Linked DNA regions of Mus musculus: region 1 is linked to region 2. Evidence: chromatin contacts called from public promoter capture Hi-C data. All regions are on one chromosome and are shown on one strand. Each heading gives the region's core, a stretch centred on a gene start, on an enhancer-like site or on the middle of the called end of the contact. The rest is flanking DNA. Distances are from core to core; before and after follow the strand shown.

Evidence for each region. Promoter capture Hi-C pulls out the DNA fragments that hold promoters and counts their contacts.
Region 1: a promoter capture Hi-C map of stem cell-derived epiblast-like cells shows a contact between it and region 2, with 2.1 times the contacts expected there. The contact joins the promoter of Adra1d here to the promoter of F830045P16Rik in region 2. A contact is called at or near these places in 2 of 39 promoter capture datasets (pre-B cells and stem cell-derived epiblast-like cells).

Annotation. Positions count from the first base shown.
Region 1 is chr2:131,558,832-131,563,911 of GRCm38.p6, reverse strand. It overlaps Adra1d (adrenergic receptor, alpha 1d), which reads left to right and starts at 1,415. Exons shown (of 2, transcript NM_013460.5): 1 at 1,415-2,836. The coding sequence starts at 1,744. Gm14285 (a long non-coding RNA gene) reads right to left here and starts at 2,136. Exons shown (of 3, transcript XR_374988.3): 1 at 2,052-2,136; 2 at 1,118-1,223; 3 at 1-965. Gm39938 (a long non-coding RNA gene) reads right to left here. Exons shown (of 5, transcript XR_003954065.1): 5 at 4,694-5,080.
Region 2 is chr2:129,533,793-129,538,657 of GRCm38.p6, reverse strand. F830045P16Rik (RIKEN cDNA F830045P16 gene) reads left to right here and starts at 2,056. Exons shown (of 7, transcript NM_177653.3): 1 at 2,056-2,289. The coding sequence starts at 2,196.

The DNA.
Region 1 (5,080 bases), core at 166-2,665, 2.0 Mb before region 2:
GCTCTTGTGGATCGAGTTCAGTGAATGGTCTGCAGGATGGGAGAAGAAGAAAGCTCATGTCACAACACAACTGAGGCTTTCATTGCTTCTACCATCCCACCATCTGCAACAAGGAATAAACCAGGCACCAAGGACATGCACATGACATTTTCAGAGCATCCTCCCGCATCTCTATGGCCTCGCTTCCATAAGCCAAGTCAAGGAAAGGAAGAAATGATGAAGAATGAAAGGTAGTGTTTTGAAGATGTATTTGTGCCTGCACTTGTGTGTGTGTGTGCTCGCGCACATCATGTGTGTGCCTACATGAGTTTATGTGCACCATGTAAGTACAGTTGCCTGAGGAGGCCAGTTTATGTGCACCATGTAAGTACAGTTGCCTGGGGTGGTCCAGTGGCATTGTGTCTCTCCCTATTGGTCCTCCTCCCTCCCTTCTCTTTCCCTTGCGTCCCTGCTTCCTAGCACAGCCCCGTCCCCTCTCCCCTCTGTTCTTCGTGTTCAGGCTTTACCCCACTATTCTCCACTCTTCTGAGAAGTATGGGCACTACTTTGGTGGCGCTGCTAACACAGTGAATCTTACTCTCGTTTTCACATGTGGGGAACCGAGGCACAAGACGCCGGAGCCTGAATGGTGGAGGCAAGCTACTCTGCTCCCTCCCTGTTAAGCACCCTGCAGTAACCTTTCCCACCCTCCAGAACGTGACCTTTTCTGCCCAGAGGGAGTCCCGAGTACTTCGAGTAGCAACAGGAAGATTTATTCTGACTTCTGATGCAGAGTAGAGTTGCAGGGCCAAAGTTGGTATTATTCAGAGTACGGGCAAAGTCCTAGGGCTGTGACCACACCATCTGGTCTCACGCCAGTCACGCCCATCTTCAACCCGCGCCCAAGCATCTTGACCCCTTCAGGGCTGTCTCAATGCCACCATCGCACCATAGTGGGTTTTGAGATCTTGGGCTGGCCAGTTGCCCTAGAAAAAAGAGGAGGGGCATCAAACCGCATCCAGACGTTCTCAAGTGGCAGCGTTTTTTTTAAATCATCCAGCCCTGAACCCACAGATCCTGGGCTCTTGCTGCTCTCTGGCGGCAGAAGCCGGGAGCCCGGAGTCCCGGGGAATCGCACCTTGTATGCTCCGCTAGGGCAAGGGCAAGCAGAGAGTGACCGCAAGTCCAGAGAGAGGAAGGGAGGCAGCGAGGAGCGCTGGGGCAAAAGCCGGGGTGCAGGAGAGCTGAGGAAAGGAGGATAAGGGGACAGCTAGGGCAGAGGACGGTCGTGAGCACCGGCGAGGACCCCCGCAGCCGCTGGACGCGCGGAGCCCCTTCGCTGGCTCGCGCCGGCCGCCCCCTCCTCCCTCCCCGCCGCCCCTCCTCCGTCCCGCCCCCGCGCAGAGTCCCCTGCGCTGCAGAGGCCGCCGCCTGCACTGACGCTCCCGGAGGAGCCACCGCTCGCCAGGACACGCTTGGAGAGGGGAGCAGGGAGCAGGGAGCCGGCCCCGGCCCTTGTTTTCTTGTGACTCTGCAGCCACCGCCAGAGCCCGTTCCCGTTGGGACCTTCACGGCCTGGTGACCTCCGCCCCGCTCTCCCTGCAGCACCGCTCCCCTGCGGCCCCTCTGCCGCGGGAACTTGGGCAGGACCGACGGGACCGGCGCGCGGGGCTGGCTCGGGCGCTGCGGCGATGCCCGCGGGCTCCCTCCCCGCCACTTGCTCGCCCTGTGCCTGGGCTCGGGCCCCGACGGCTGCGCCGTGAGATGACTTTCCGCGACATCCTGAGCGTCACTTTCGAAGGACCCCGGGCGAGCAGTAGCACTGGGGGCTCCGGCGCGGGCGGCGGAGCTGGCACGGTTGGCCCCGAGGGTCCGGCGGTGGGCGGCGTGCCGGGTGCCACAGGCGGTAGCGCTGTGGTGGGAACCGGCAGCGGCGAGGACAACCAGAGCTCCACGGCAGAAGCGGGGGCCGCGGCAAGCGGCGAGGTGAATGGCTCGGCGGCCGTCGGGGGGCTAGTGGTGAGTGCTCAGGGCGTGGGAGTGGGTGTCTTCCTAGCCGCCTTCATCCTCACCGCTGTGGCGGGCAACCTTCTCGTCATCCTCTCCGTGGCCTGCAACCGCCACTTGCAGACGGTCACCAACTATTTCATCGTGAACCTAGCAGTGGCTGACCTGCTACTGAGTGCAGCTGTGTTGCCCTTCTCAGCCACTATGGAGGTTCTAGGCTTCTGGGCCTTCGGCCGGACCTTCTGCGACGTATGGGCCGCGGTGGACGTGCTATGCTGCACTGCCTCCATCCTTAGCCTCTGCACCATCTCTGTGGACCGGTACGTGGGTGTGCGCCACTCGCTCAAGTATCCAGCCATTATGACAGAACGCAAGGCCGCTGCCATTCTGGCTCTGCTCTGGGCGGTGGCCTTGGTGGTATCTGTGGGACCGCTACTAGGTTGGAAGGAACCAGTGCCCCCGGATGAGCGTTTCTGCGGCATCACCGAGGAGGTGGGCTATGCGATCTTCTCTTCCGTATGCTCCTTCTACCTCCCCATGGCAGTGATCGTGGTCATGTACTGCCGCGTGTATGTGGTCGCGCGCAGCACCACGCGCAGCCTCGAGGCGGGCATCAAGAGGGAGCCGGGCAAGGCCTCTGAGGTGGTTCTGAGGATCCACTGTCGCGGCGCAGCCACTAGCGCCAAAGGAAATCCAGGGACACAGAGTAGCAAGGGGCACACCTTGCGCAGCTCGCTCTCCGTAAGGCTGCTCAAGTTTTCCCGCGAGAAAAAGGCTGCCAAGACCCTAGCCATCGTCGTGGGTGTCTTCGTCCTGTGCTGGTTCCCCTTTTTCTTCGTCCTGCCTCTGGGTGAGTGATTCCCTCACTTTAGACCCTTCCCCTCTGGGCGGTCCTTACCTGGAAAGCTTAGATGACCCACAACCTAACTGTGGAAGTTTATCAACTTCCTGTTCTCTTACTAGAGAGAGAGAGAGCGCGCCCGAGGGGTTCTTGATACTAATGTGTTTTCCCTTAAACAGGCTTCTCACTCTTTCTTACCCTTTGTAGATGTTACAAACCTCGGTCTTGCTTTAGTTCCTTGGAAATCTGAGCAAACATCAATCTGTATGATGTGATCAGTGTGTGTGATCCCCATAGATACCCATCTCTGGAAATAGATTGTGGGTGAGCCCACATGCATTCACTGGCAGCAGACCCAAGCCAGCCAGCCACCTTGTAGCTCAGCAGATGCCAGAAGTGCTGTGTTCTCCATAGACATCCATTTCAGTTGGCCCCACTGGTATCTGGGAGAACCCTGTGGGCTTTCCCTTCTGAAATCTTCTCTGGAAGAGGTTAGAGGAGGGGACTTGTGGGGGTGGGAAGGACAGGATAGGAAGTCTGTCAGGTGGACAATTACTATTGTTTATAGTCATTTACAGAGTGAACTAGTTCCCTTACAAGGGCCCTGCAGTCCTGGGGCAGGTACAACTGCTCTCAAGGGATTCTTCGCACCCCCTGAGCCTCTCTGAAGGTCCTGGAGCAGGGCCCAAGGGCCAGAACCAGCTCAGAGAGGAGAAAGGGGCAGCCTGTCTCAGGCTTATGACTGCAACCTCTCCTGGTGCAACCAGGGCCTCTCCTCCCTTTCCCCCATCTGACTGCTTGAACCTGTGAGACAAAGTCAGGGGAAGAAACAATGACCTGCCTCCTGATCCACTGCAAGTCTCTCACCTACACACACACACACACACACACCAGCAGGAGCAGCAGCAGCAGCCACAGTGACTTTTGTATATCGTAACTCGGTTGTGTGACCCTTCTACAAGTCCCTGAATGTTCTCATACTACTTGGGAACAAAATCCAAAAACTGCCTTCCATAGTCTACAGAAGGTAGCCTTCAAGGTTATTATTGTCCATACCGAAATAGGTCACTATTTAGTATTTACAGTAGGACCATGGGCATGAACTGAAGGAATCCCCAACAGATGTCCTCCCCATCTGAAAGGGGCTATTCCAGGAAGGGCTGCCTCTCTCTGTCCTGCCCTGACCCTCAGTGGGTTAGTTCCAGGCCAAGCCTGTCACCAACCTCTGTTCTTCCCTTTGATTATTTCAGTCTGGACTGGCCCCAAACCTCTTACCTAATTCCAAACCTGGGGGTCTCTACTTATATGCCCCTTTGGCTTGTGTTTCACACCTTCACTGGCTTTCCAGCTTTTCCTTTCAACTGTATGGTCACTGAACCCAGAACAGCACCCAGGACGGTGCCTGGCATATGAGGACATTGTTCCTCACTGGGGCACGGGCCCTGGTGTCAGGCAGCTTGAGTTCAAATCCCCACTCTGTCTCTCACCAGCTATGTAGCCTCGGGCCTCCGTGTCTTCATCTTTAAGTGAGAGTGGTGATGGTGGTGATAACCTTGACCTCGACATGTGTTGTGAGAGCCAGTGAGTGTTAGCATGAGTGTAACTGAGGCATATGTGAATGCCATACACCAACCCCCAGCTCAGGAGAAGGAATAAATCCCCCACTTGAAAATCATCAAGCCTGGGTCCTCTTTGGGATCGGAGAGTGTGACAGCAGTGAAGTTGGAAGAGGGGAAAGATGTTGCAATCACCTGTGTGTGTGCTCTCCCTCCCCCACCCCAAGGCCATCCCACACAGCCCCGCCCTGGCTTTGCCTTTTGGAACCTGTTCAAAGCACCTAATTCCCCTACCTGATTGTGTCTTGGCTCACCCCAGTACCTACAGGGAATGCTCGGCCTGGTAGGAAATGTCACCTACCTTTTTTACATTTTTCTTTAATTCTTTTCAATGCTTTCCTGTTGCAGAATAAAGCGCAAATGAGGAGAAACTAATATAATAAGTACCCATGGTCTTGTGGTCACCCACACTGAGCTTGTACTGGCCTGGCCATATCTATCTTCTAGCCCCTCTCCTCACTGCTTTCACAGAATAGATGACAGCTGAACTCAGTGCCCCTTCCTCTTCCACCTCCCCAGAGAGGATGCTGGCACTTACCACTCTGACCACATACATGTACTGATGCTCGGACTACACATGTGTGCTGATGCTCGGACCACATGTGTGTGCTGATGCTGGGACCACACGTGTGTGCTG
Region 2 (4,865 bases), core at 807-3,306:
ACACACACACACACACACACACACACACACGCACACGCACACACACACACACACACACACACAATCATGTGATCACATACATATAGAAATATGCATGGACAAGTGTCAATGCAAGATTATATGACCAAGGGCCACCCAGCTCTACAGCTACACACATAGCACACACAGCACACACACACTCATGTGATCACCACACACATGCAGGAACATGCACCGCCAAGTATGAAAGCATACACATGCACATTACTGTTGGCCTGAAGTGAAGAGCGCCAGCCATGGAACTTGATGTGCATGAGCCAAGGTGTGTGATCAGAACTGAGGCATGTGAATTTGTGGGCAACCCCCATCTCTCATCCCTGAGGGCAGGGCAGTGCATTCTTTGCAGGAGGCACTGTTCGCAGCAGCTCTGATAATGCAGCAAAGGTTCTGCCAGCTGGAGGCGGACAAGGACTATGAGCAGGAAACAAACGTTGCTTCTCTCGGTGACCTTTCCTAGCCAGAGAGTGAGGGTTTCAGATTTGCCAACACTATTAAGTTCTACTGTAAGAATCTAGAGTCTGGAAGGTGCCAGCTAGTCATATGGTTGGCTGTGTCCTGATGAAAGTTGACTTACCAAAACAAGAAGCCAGGCTGCAGGCCAAGTCTGCCAGCCCAGCAGAAGGCTGGAGGGTGGGAGCTGCATCACTATGGGCCCATTTCTATGACCTGCTTGGTCTTGAGTCTGGACCTCCCCTGGCCCAATAAGGTGCTTTTGATTCAGAAGCATCTTAATTTTGGCTAAAGACCACGTGGTTTTCTCCCTGGCCCTCTTTGTCCCCTTCTTTCTTCAGCATCTATCCCAGATGTCTACAGAAGTCACGGCAATGATCTGAGTTGTGGGGAGCCCTAGAAGGATATGGAAAGACAGAGGACTATGAACTCAGAGTCCATATTCCTAGCCTACTGATCCAGGGTCACCTCGCAATCACCATGCCCTGAGCTGAAACCCCTGTTGGGGGCCCTCATCTATCAGCTGCCGACTGACTTCTCTTTCCTCTTACTGTGAACGAGGGTCCTGACGAGTGCTTTGTGGTCTCCTGTAGCCCTGTCTTCCTTTGTGACTAATCCTTCTATTAAACCCTAATCAAATTGCCTGACGCAGGCCTGGCTGCTCCTGCAGGGCCGGCTGCTCCTGCTGCTTTGAACCATAAGGTCCAGGTTAGAATTCTGATCAGGTCTCCCCCCTGGTGAAATCACAGCACCTCACAAAGCCCCTGGGTTTCTCTTTGTGGAGACTAGAGCAGTAACGACATCCAGAAGAGGACATCTTTCAACTGCAGTGCAAACCAGTGGGTTCAGGAACTAAGTCATTTTCTGTTAATTATTACGGTTCCCTCCCTGGAGCCTCACACAGTCCCCAGCATGTATATGTCTGGAAAAAAAAATCTGTGGCAATTACAAAGGAATAAATAAGCAGCAAAAAGGCTGTAAACAATGACCAGGGGCTTATCCACCACCACCACCACCACCACCACACACACACACACACACACACACACACACATGCTTCACTTCAGCTGCACAAAGCAGCTTTTGTTTGAAAGTCCTCATCCCTGGCAAAGCAGGTGGGTGTGAATGTCTATATTTATTAAAACATATTTAGCTTCTATTTCTCTTTACCACCCTTCCACTGCATCCTTGAGAGGCAGCAAAGAATGATGGAAGTATTACTTAGCCATGTTCAACTCCTAGCTTTGCTGCCCATGACTTTTTTGGTCTTCATTTTTCTACTCAATAAACCAGAGCTAGTGATTTATACCTTGTCAAGAGCCCAGGGGAGAAGTCTGAATCAGCCCACTGAGGGTCATCCACTGAGGCTGGTCACAGCCCCCGAGTTGAACCTGGACCATTTGGAAAGACATTGTGACTGGGACATCAGTTCCCTGAAGGGCTCAGGAAGCCCCTGGCTGGTGGCCTGCACTTTTCCTCCAGTTGAAAGGTGCCATCAGACCAGCCGTTCCCAGCCTGTGGTGTGGGCAGACAAGTCTCATGTCCTCTGGTTGTCCCAGTTTCTGTAGACAACAGGCAACTGTCCCTGAGCTGCAGCATCGTCCCCAGGTTTCTGCAGCTGCCATGGGGCATTCAGGCCTGCTGGGATTAGTAACTGGATCATAGCTTGAGAGCCAAGGCCCTAAATATAGGGCTGCCTGTGCCTGATGCAGAAGACCTTGGCACCAGCTGCTCTGCCTTATGTCACAGACAGGGAAACTGAGGCCCAGAAAAGGAGATGGATTTTTCTACTCTTGTTTGGTAAGCGAATAATGACCAGACCTAAATTTCTCACATCAAAGGCTCACTCATCTGCTCAGTCCTTCCCTGACTTAAAGCTTATTTTCCTCACTCTGTCCACTCTCCCTGGCCCACCCTGAACTATATGTCCCAGTTGATGACACTCTTACCTGATCATCCTCCATCCAGTCTACTCTCATACAACAGGAGACTTTCTTGAAAATGCAAATTAAATCACGCCACCCCTGGAATACTCTTGCAGCTTCTGTGTCATCCAGAATGAATGTAAGATTATCTCGGGGGTAATCTTTTTGTACACTGTGTAAAGTTTGTCTTTGTGTTATGCAAATGTTGGTTTCTGTGCCGCCAGAGAGGAGAATACTGGCCAGACTTTGGTATTATTATTTTTATGGATCATCACTTGTGTTGGAAACATTTACCCTTCTCGCCTTCTAATTGGTTTACTAAAGATCTAATGGCCAGTAGCTGAGGCAGGAAAGAATAGATGGAACTTCTGGACAGAGAGAGGGTCTTTGGGAAAGAATCAAGAGGTGGGGGATTCACCAGTGTGACACGGAGGTGGAAGGAACAGGTGTGGAGGTTGAGTGAGAAGTAATGGGCCGTGTGGCAGGATGTGAGCTGGAATTAGTCGGGTTAGAGTTAGCTAGGAGATAACCTGCTACAGAGCCTAAGCTTTCTTAAATAATAAGTCTCTGTGTCATTATTCAGGAGCTGGCGGCTCCAAGAAAGTCTGGCAATAATTGGTGTCCAATGTGAGGGTATGTATATCCAAGCTTAGGGCCTCAGAAAAGTCTCCAGAGGAAAGCATGGAAGATGTTTCCCTAGCAACAGAGCCATGCGGGAGGCCATTGGAGAGGAGCCCCAGACACAGCTACCACAAGTTCTCCCAAGCATGGCACAGCAGGTAGGCACATTACTGACCTGCTGGGCTGAGCTCCTGTGGTGTAGAGGTGTCACCACCCCCTCCAGACTGCTGCTTAGGTGGGAGGTTGGGCTGCTGTGGGCCGGAATGGACAGAGGTCAGAGGTGCTGGCCCAGTTGGTGAACCTTGGGAATGCTCAACAGCCTAAGGACTGCTGCTGCTGCTGCTGCTTGGGCAGGCAGACAGTGGTTGCAGCCAGAGTTGGGTGGGAAACAAAGACGTGAACTGGCCGCTGAAAAGTGGGTGGGATAGGTCCCAGAGCACAGAAGCCTCAGTTTCTCTGGCTGTTGTGGGTGCAGAGTGGTGGAACTGCCCCTTCTCTATGAGCAGAGCAACTGGGGGCGGAGCCAGTGGTTATCATCCCATGCTAAGTGGAGCTGAAAAAGGAGTGACTGCAGGCAGCAGAAGCCAAGCCCAGGAGTGAATGAGAAACTGGAGTCCTGAGCACAGATGAGCCTCTGATGGGCCAATGTATGTTTTGAATTGTGCTTAGGTGCTGAAGAAAGAAAACAAACTGGCTATAGACAGTCATAGAAAGAAATAAGTAATTTAAAAATAACAAGTGAAATCTCCAAAGGAAAGAGAGAGTTAGATTTAAAAAAAATATTTTCTGTTTAAAAAAAATGAGGACTACAAAATGGCAGAGAGCACTTGGACCCCATATAATTTTGTTTCAGTTATCAGCATAAAATAATTATATTTTCCGTAATGCTTGCAATTTTATATATCCTCTTTAAGAAAAATAAAAATAAAACAAACTTAGATAAGAAGAGGAGAGGAGAGGACTGAGGAATTAAATGTTAGGTTACAAGCAATAGACAATCCTTTGAATCAAAATAAAGAAGTTTTAGAGGAATCAAATCTAAACCCTGCAGTGCCACTTTGTGATAAGATTGCAGAATGGCAACCCATAGAGATGCTGTATGCTGAGCAAATACAGATTCTGTTTGATGATGCCACCTCAGAGCAATTTCATACATAGCTTTTGTGTTTAATTTTGTAGAGTTTGGAAAATTAGAGTATATACATACGATGATAATCATACAATTGATATCTATTTAAAATCCCAATGGGCTTCTGCCCGAAGTTCTGAAAAGGCTGAATCTGAAATTGCACATTTATTAGAGGTGAGCAGAGGCTATCTTGGAGATGCCTTTGCAGATTGAAGCTAGTGGTGTTACAGCGTATTATCCAACAGAACACAACAACGTTTTAGACATTCAGACATAAAACATGCTACAGATATATTTCATAATCCTACGGGTCAAACAATCATAAAAAGATCTAACTACACTTTAAAGGAAATGCTCATAAAACAAGAGAATATGGGATCTCCCAGAGATAGGATAAATAAATGCTTTATTGACTATAAATCTTTAAATGACAACAAGACAGGTAGCACAGATGCTGAAAAACATTAGATTTTAGACAGGACTACTGAATTCAGCCTATATATATATAGAGGCTGATCTAATTCATATATATATATATATATATATATATATATATATATATATATATATATATGATAACTTTAGAATGAAGGTCAGGAAATGTGTTGAGTTGAGGAAGAGGATTTGTCTTTATTTTTACAGGAAATGAAAATCTATGGGTTCCTTTAAAATTAATAAAATTAAGCTTGACTATTTGACTG